Regions from separate parts of the Hordeum vulgare genome. Here region 1 is linked to region 2. The links are chromatin contacts, called in public Hi-C maps. All regions are on one chromosome and are shown on one strand. Each heading gives the region's core, a stretch centred on a gene start, on an enhancer-like site or on the middle of the called end of the contact. The rest is flanking DNA. Distances are from core to core; before and after follow the strand shown. Region 1 holds the start of LOC123407232 (transcription factor PIF3-like). Region 2 holds the start of LOC123407142 (serine/threonine-protein phosphatase PP1).

Region 1 (3,305 bases), core at 756-3,255, 150 kb before region 2:
TGTGTGGTGTCCATGAGACAAATGAAAATGCTGGCAACAATAGCTAGTTAAATAAATTGTCACAAACCTGGTGGATCAGCTCTTTCCTGAGCTGATGTTAGGTGATGCTTCAGCATTATATCCCCTCGCAACATCATCTTTAAAACAGAAGGGTGCATGTCGTGTGAATTGTTTTCCTGAAACCTCGATACAATATTTACCGGAAATAAGGTAGTGGTCGGTTTTGTGCTCTGTTACCTGAGAGGATTCAGGCAACTGAAATGACTGAAGGTGGGACTGTGACGACTCCAAGTGAAATGGGGGCTCTGGAATCGTTGTTTTAGGGCAGCTTGCTAACACAAGAGGCTGTGGTTGATTTTGTTGAGGAGAATTCATCGGATCGAATGAAAGATGAGCTCCTGAACTTTGGTTTACAGGTGGCGCTACTGCCCCGGAGCTTGGTGCCGCCACATTTCTCCCACTAGCACCAAGTGCTGCAAACATTTGTGATGCCTGCACAGGCTCAAGTGCTCCAGATAGATACGATGGGTTCAAGTAAACCCCGTTTCTCATAGACAGCATCTGTAGGGGGGAAAGTAAGTACCGGAGCAAAAACTCTGTATTGATACTTGCATTTGAACTGTATATTTAAATTTCAAACGTACAGTTCAATTATTAGCACCTACCAACTGAATATAGCTAGCTAACATAAATGCAAGCTGGCACTGAATATAGCTAGCTAGCATGAATGTTAACTGGAAAATAGACCCAACATAACAGAAATTTTGATCAGCATTATAAATCCCACTGTGAATCCAAGGAGATCAACAGTTCTACTCGTGTGAAAATTTCCCCAAGGAAATCCAATGAGTACTTATAAGATATGGCTGGAAAACACTCGACAGAACAGAAAGTAGATACTGCCGTGCCATGCGAAAATTTCCCCAGCATTGGATAAAGAATCGATAAGGACAACACCCACAGTAAAACTCTTGCTCCTACGTCAATGTTTGCAGTTTGGACCGTCAGTTAAAATGAATGCACCAGCAAGTTGTAGCATCTACTCCTACTACCGTACTGCATCGTCCAGCCATCCGGGCACTCATTTACTGACCTGTACTTGGAGCTGCAGCTGCTTGAGATACTCAATGGCCTCGTCGAGCATCGACGCCTTGTCAGTCTGTAAAAACCCAAGCCACGAACCAACGCGTTCAGATTCAGGAGCGCTAATTCTGCAGCCCCGGAGTTCATGGGACGAAGAAAGAAAAATGAAGGGGGTGGTTTGGTTGGTTTTGTGCGCGTGTGCTGCTGCGGACCTTGTTGGAATTGGGTATCAGGCTCTGCAGCGCCTTCATCTTCTCGTTGATCCTGCTCCTCCGCCGCTGCGGTCCGGTCGAGCAAGCAAGCAATGAGCGGCGGGAAAACGGGCATGGCGAGAAGAGCGAGCAAGAAAGGAAGAGCGAGCTGAGGGGGAGAAGGGTTCGCGACGGAGAGCCAGCACCTTCTCGGAGAGGTTGTGCACCTCGGCGGCGCGGGTGCGCTTGCTGCCGGACCCGCCGCCCCCGCGCGGGCGGTCGGACGTCCCGTGCGGCTCGGGCTCCGACGACCCGCCCGCCTCGCTCTCGTAGAACGCGCCTCCGGCGCCGGCCCCGATGTCGCCGTACTCCGCCGCCTGGTGGTGGTGCTGCTGCTGGCCCAGCGCGGCCGCGGCCGCCGCGGCGTGGAAGGCCGCCCCTCCGCCGAACATCTGGCGCCGCACCTCCTCCTCCTCCTCCTCCCGCCGCCGCCTCCGCTCCTGCTGCATCAGCACCAGCTCCCTCACCGCCCCGCCCCCGCCCCCTCCAAACCCGCCGTCCCGCTGCTCCTCCTCCATCCCGCCCGGCCACGGCCACCTTCTCGCCGCCGCACGCCACCCCACGGAGCAGGGGGGGAGAGAGAAGCGTGGGGAGCGGAGCGGGGGGGAGAGAGAGGGAAGGGGAGGGGAGGGGAGGGAGGAAGGAAGGAGCGTGGCTTCTTTTTAGTGTTGCGCCCATGCCGCGCTGCTGCGCTGCCGTGCAGCGGGCTTTGCTTGCGCCCGCCCGCTGCTTGCCCGCTTCGGGTTCCGTTTGTTTTTTGGCGCAAACCAACTTTTTCCTCGGGTGCGTGGGTGGCGTGTCAGCGAACGCCCGGGTTGGCTCCACGACTGTTTGGTTTTCCTCTTCTGCCTGCTGCCTCTGTGTATGTGTCTGTGCTGCGGAAGGGGAGGGGAGGGGAGGGGAGGGGAGGGTTGCATGTATGCTGGCTTTCGGTTGAGTGTGGGCTTGGGATGCCTCACCTGACCTGACCTCAGCTCGGCTCAGCTCGTTGCTTCCTTCCTTCTGGGTTTCTGCGTCGAGGGTCTCTGTGGTACGGCGTGCTGTCCGCGTCGGCTGAGGTCACCCTCTCACGTACTCGTATGTACTGCCTGTGTTTCTTTCATCAATCAAAATAATAATTCAAGTTCTGGTACTTAGTACTACGTTTGTAGCAAGTCAAATCTGCTTAGGTTGACCACATTCACAGAAACATAAGATTTTCAAGGTCCACAACACCAAAAGTACTATCTATGTGAAGGAATAAGAGCGTTTAGATCGTTATAAAGTAATGATCTAAATGATTTTGTATTTTTATCATGGAGGACGTACAAATTATACTCCCTCCATAACTTAATGGAAGGCGTTTTCTCACAATGTGAAAGAAGTTTTATATCAGACCATTTTTTGACACTATAACAGTGTTAAAAAGGTCTTATAATAAGTTACGGAGGGAGCAAAGAATCTCACGAGGCTGAATCGGTGTCCTAAATGCTAATATATTTTTATATACTTGATCAAACTTAAGCTTCAAATTACTTTGGAGCGGAGGTAGTACACTCGTCATGCAAGGAGGATAATCCGTGAAGCGACAAAGCACACAAGTTCCACTCGACACCTCCCCTGTACCAGCACAAGATCAAGTTCAGATCCCCAAGTCCGAATCGGGGTGTCACCTGTGCAAAAGGCAAAGAGTGCGCCCAAGCCATTTGCCGCTATAGCACCCACACGGCCAAAAGACATAGCCACCTTGATTTATTGCTGGGAGTACTTATATCTATCAATTACGCCTTGTAGTTGATGCATGTAAGGTTTATTGATATATTCAAATTATTTATCATATATTTATACCCGTTGATCATGATTCATATAGTGTCTTATGAGTAGATTCATTAGTTCTTGGGACATGGGAGAAGTCTTGTTGCTAGTAACCATGTGAAGTTGAATATTGTTTAATGTTTTTCTGATACGTTGTGTTTTCCTTCTTCTAGTGGT
Region 2 (3,210 bases), core at 249-2,748:
TTCAAGAGGACCAGCACGAATATATCGTGCTTGAAGCTTGCCGTCCATTGTGGTGGCAATGGACTTGTGAAGATATGCTGAAGAGTGGCTCACCCATAGTGAGTATGGGGGACCAATCAACTAGTCTTCATCAAGCCAACTTTCAGACGGTGGCACAACACTATTCATAGCGATTTAGGGGGCGACGTGGATGGCTGCCCAGGACAAAACAATCTTCTAGTTCGTTGGTGAGCAACCCTTCCGAAGCTCCTACAAAGAGAAAAAATAAAATTTTAACCCAGAGCACATAGGCGCAATGATTAAGCAAACTGGAACACTCTCAAATGCTTAGGAAGTTCTACTTTCAAGAACCATGTACAAAATCAATGAATAGAAGGCTGAGTGAAGTAAACAGACTTTGGTTAAAGCTGTCACTCTACAATTAGAAAGGCATATCCGTAGCTGTCAAAAATATATAACGGATTTCCTTGGAGAAGGATAATCTAATCAACCCTAAACAACAACCAATTAAGGGATTAACCTCAGACAGCAGCGAACACCTAACTTGCCATATATACCCTGAAGGGATTAACCATGTTTCAGATTCAAGTACAGATGCCTTCAAAATCTGAAACAGGGCATAGTACAGCTCAAAGTACAGGAGAGGTAGGGGGTCGGGCCTGAGAAGACTCACTTGAGAAGGAGGGGGGTTCCATGGGGCCTGTGTGTGGCTTCATGGCGGCGTCCCGACCCATGGATGTGCGCGCCCCTCCTGTCGTCGTCGCCGTCCGTGCCGTGGCAACCTGCAAAAAAGGGAAGACAAGATGGCGTGAGGTGAGGAGGAGAGGGTGGGTGAAGAAAGAGGGGAGAGACCAACCTGTGCTGGATCCGGTCACCTTTGGCCTCGTTATTGCCGGTTGTGGCGGATTCCGACGAAGTTTTGGGGAGGCGTCTGAATCCTAGCCGCGGGGGAGGATGGAGACTTTGAGCACCGGATCTGTACGGAGGGTTGGAGGCGCGGATCTTAGGGAGCTCGAAGGCGTGCGGCGGACGGAGCTTGCCGGAACCGGTTGGCGTGGGTAGGGGCGATGGGGAGAGAGAGGGGTGAGCAAGAGAAAGAGAGGAGGGCGACGAGGAGGGGGAGGCGAGTGGGACGGGAGGCGGCGGCGAGGGTTTCTCCACGACAGCGGATGTGATTTATACCCCTGTACATGAAAAGACTAAAATGCCCTCGGCGTGGTGCATAATTTTCAGGCGGTGGCACAACACTATTCATAGCGATTTAGGGGGCGATCGTGGATGGCTTCCTCCAGGAGTCTAGCATCTTTTATAAGAGAAATCCTCCCCCTGTTTGCTGTGATGATGAGGACAGGCCGTGCCGACCGGGCTCTAGAGCCAGTCCAAGTCAGCGACACGTCCGGCCCGGACTGCAGCGCGGCCGCCCTCCGCGGGCTCCGTTTCCAAACCACGCAAACAATAATATCTCGAGCCACCCCCCGCTCTCGCCCTCTCTACGCGTTTTCTTTCCGTTGCCCCCTCCTTCCCTCCCCCTCTCCACCCCCGTCGGCCCGGGCGGAACGAAAAGGCCACGCACGCACGCACGGCTAGGGTTTATCCAGCCACCCGCCGCCGCCGCCGCCCCCGCCCCCGCCCGCCGCTCCCCGCTCCCCGCGTAGGGCTTACCCGCCCTCTACATACCACGCGGGCGATGGACGCGGCGGCGCTCGACGACGTGATCCGGCGGCTCCTGGAGGCGCGCGGCGGGCGGACGGTGCGCCCCGTGCAGCTCTCCGACGCGGAGATCCGCCGCCTCTGCACCTCCGCCAAGGACGTCTTCCTCAGCCAGCCCAACCTCCTCGAGCTCGAGGCCCCCATCAAAGTCTGCGGTAAGGGCGCCCGCTTCCTGCCTAACCCTCCCCTCCCCTCCCCCCCGCGCGCGCCTCCAGGACCGCACGAGGCTTCCTTTCTGCTGTCTGTCGACGGCTCTGCGCCCCCTCCGTAGGCCGCCTCGTGCCGTGCCATGTGCGGCTGCTGCTTGTGTGGCGAGGCGCGCCTCCGGGGTACCTTCGAATTCGGCCTGGCCGTGATAGCTCTTCCGTGCTAAGTTTAGGCGTCCCCGTGGGGTTTGAATCCGCTGCCTTTTAGTTTTGCTTGGTGGTATTGGAATTCCTGCTACCTTCTGGTCAAAAGAAGTTTATACCGGGTTCGCTGTTCTCGTATATAGCATCTTTGATTGAACACATGTTCTCTCTGGGGAGGCTGAGCAAACTGTTTGCACGATTCATCTTCCTCAACGTTTTTTGCGTTGACCTGCTGATGAATTGGTCGGTCTTGAGAGAAGCGTGGCAGAGCTTCTGGAGTTTGATTCCGAATGTCAAACCTCAAATCGCTTTCTGGTCTTCATTTTTTAAAATATATTTTATGTATAAAATGGTGCTAACTGCTAAAGCTCTTCGTGGCTACATGTTTCTTTTACCAATAAGTACTATATTAGCACTTGAGGACTGTTTGAGAGATGGGCCGTTCTACCATTAGAGAAGTGAACAGATTAAAGCTATTGCTTTCGGCAACACAAAAATACGGCAGTTGAACAACGTGTATCCCTTCACTTTAAAGCCTATGAAACTTTCTGTAGCACCAGTGCAGCACACTTTATCTAATCTTGACAAGTTGACCTGTTGTGAGCCCTAGGAAATTGTTCCTAAGGATTCTGTGATTTTAAAAGGGGAGACTTAGATCTTGTTCATTTTTTTTTCCTTAGCTTGCGCACAGAACATACATGAATGTCTCAGAATGCGTGTTTCACCCCATAATCACAGTTGCGGTGTGATACTTGTCAGCCTTCCAGATTATGAATCTGCTGTTGCAGTGGGGATCAGTACTGGAGTCCACAGATTATAAGCTGGAGCAGATTATCCACCAAATTGCAAAATCCAAATCGTGTTATTTTATTTTGGTAATTTGCAGCTGAGGTGAACGTAGGTGTTAAGTGGGCATAGTATATATTCATTGTGACATTTCGAAATAGCTTCCTCTGATATATGATTGGTATTTATATGTCCAACTGAAGTTATAGCTTTATAATGTAAGCAGTACCATGAAAAGACTACCTCGGGATTAATTAATATTATAAATTCTGTTGCCAAATCTGCCGTCTGAATTTACAATAATATGATGATTTAAAAGCACATTTGGCATTTAACTGATATGCTATTTACTCACTGACAGGGG

What was found. A called contact is a pair of places that touch in the nucleus more often than the background predicts.
Region 1: a Hi-C map of seedling shows a contact between it and region 2, with 2.7 times the contacts expected there. The contact joins the promoter of LOC123407232 here to the promoter of LOC123407142 in region 2. A contact is called at or near these places in 2 of 6 Hi-C or Micro-C datasets (leaf and seedling).

The regions. Positions count from the first base shown.
Region 1 is chr7H:47,203,558-47,206,862 of MorexV3_pseudomolecules_assembly, reverse strand. LOC123407232 (transcription factor PIF3-like) reads right to left here and starts at 2,005. Exons shown (of 7, transcript XM_045100320.1): 1 at 1,481-2,005; 2 at 1,296-1,361; 3 at 1,094-1,159; 4 at 238-561; 5 at 68-137. The coding sequence starts at 1,852.
Region 2 is chr7H:47,048,188-47,051,397 of MorexV3_pseudomolecules_assembly, reverse strand. LOC123407142 (serine/threonine-protein phosphatase PP1) reads left to right here and starts at 1,498. Exons shown (of 3, transcript XM_045100210.1): 1 at 1,498-1,865; 2 at 3,208-3,210. The coding sequence starts at 1,688.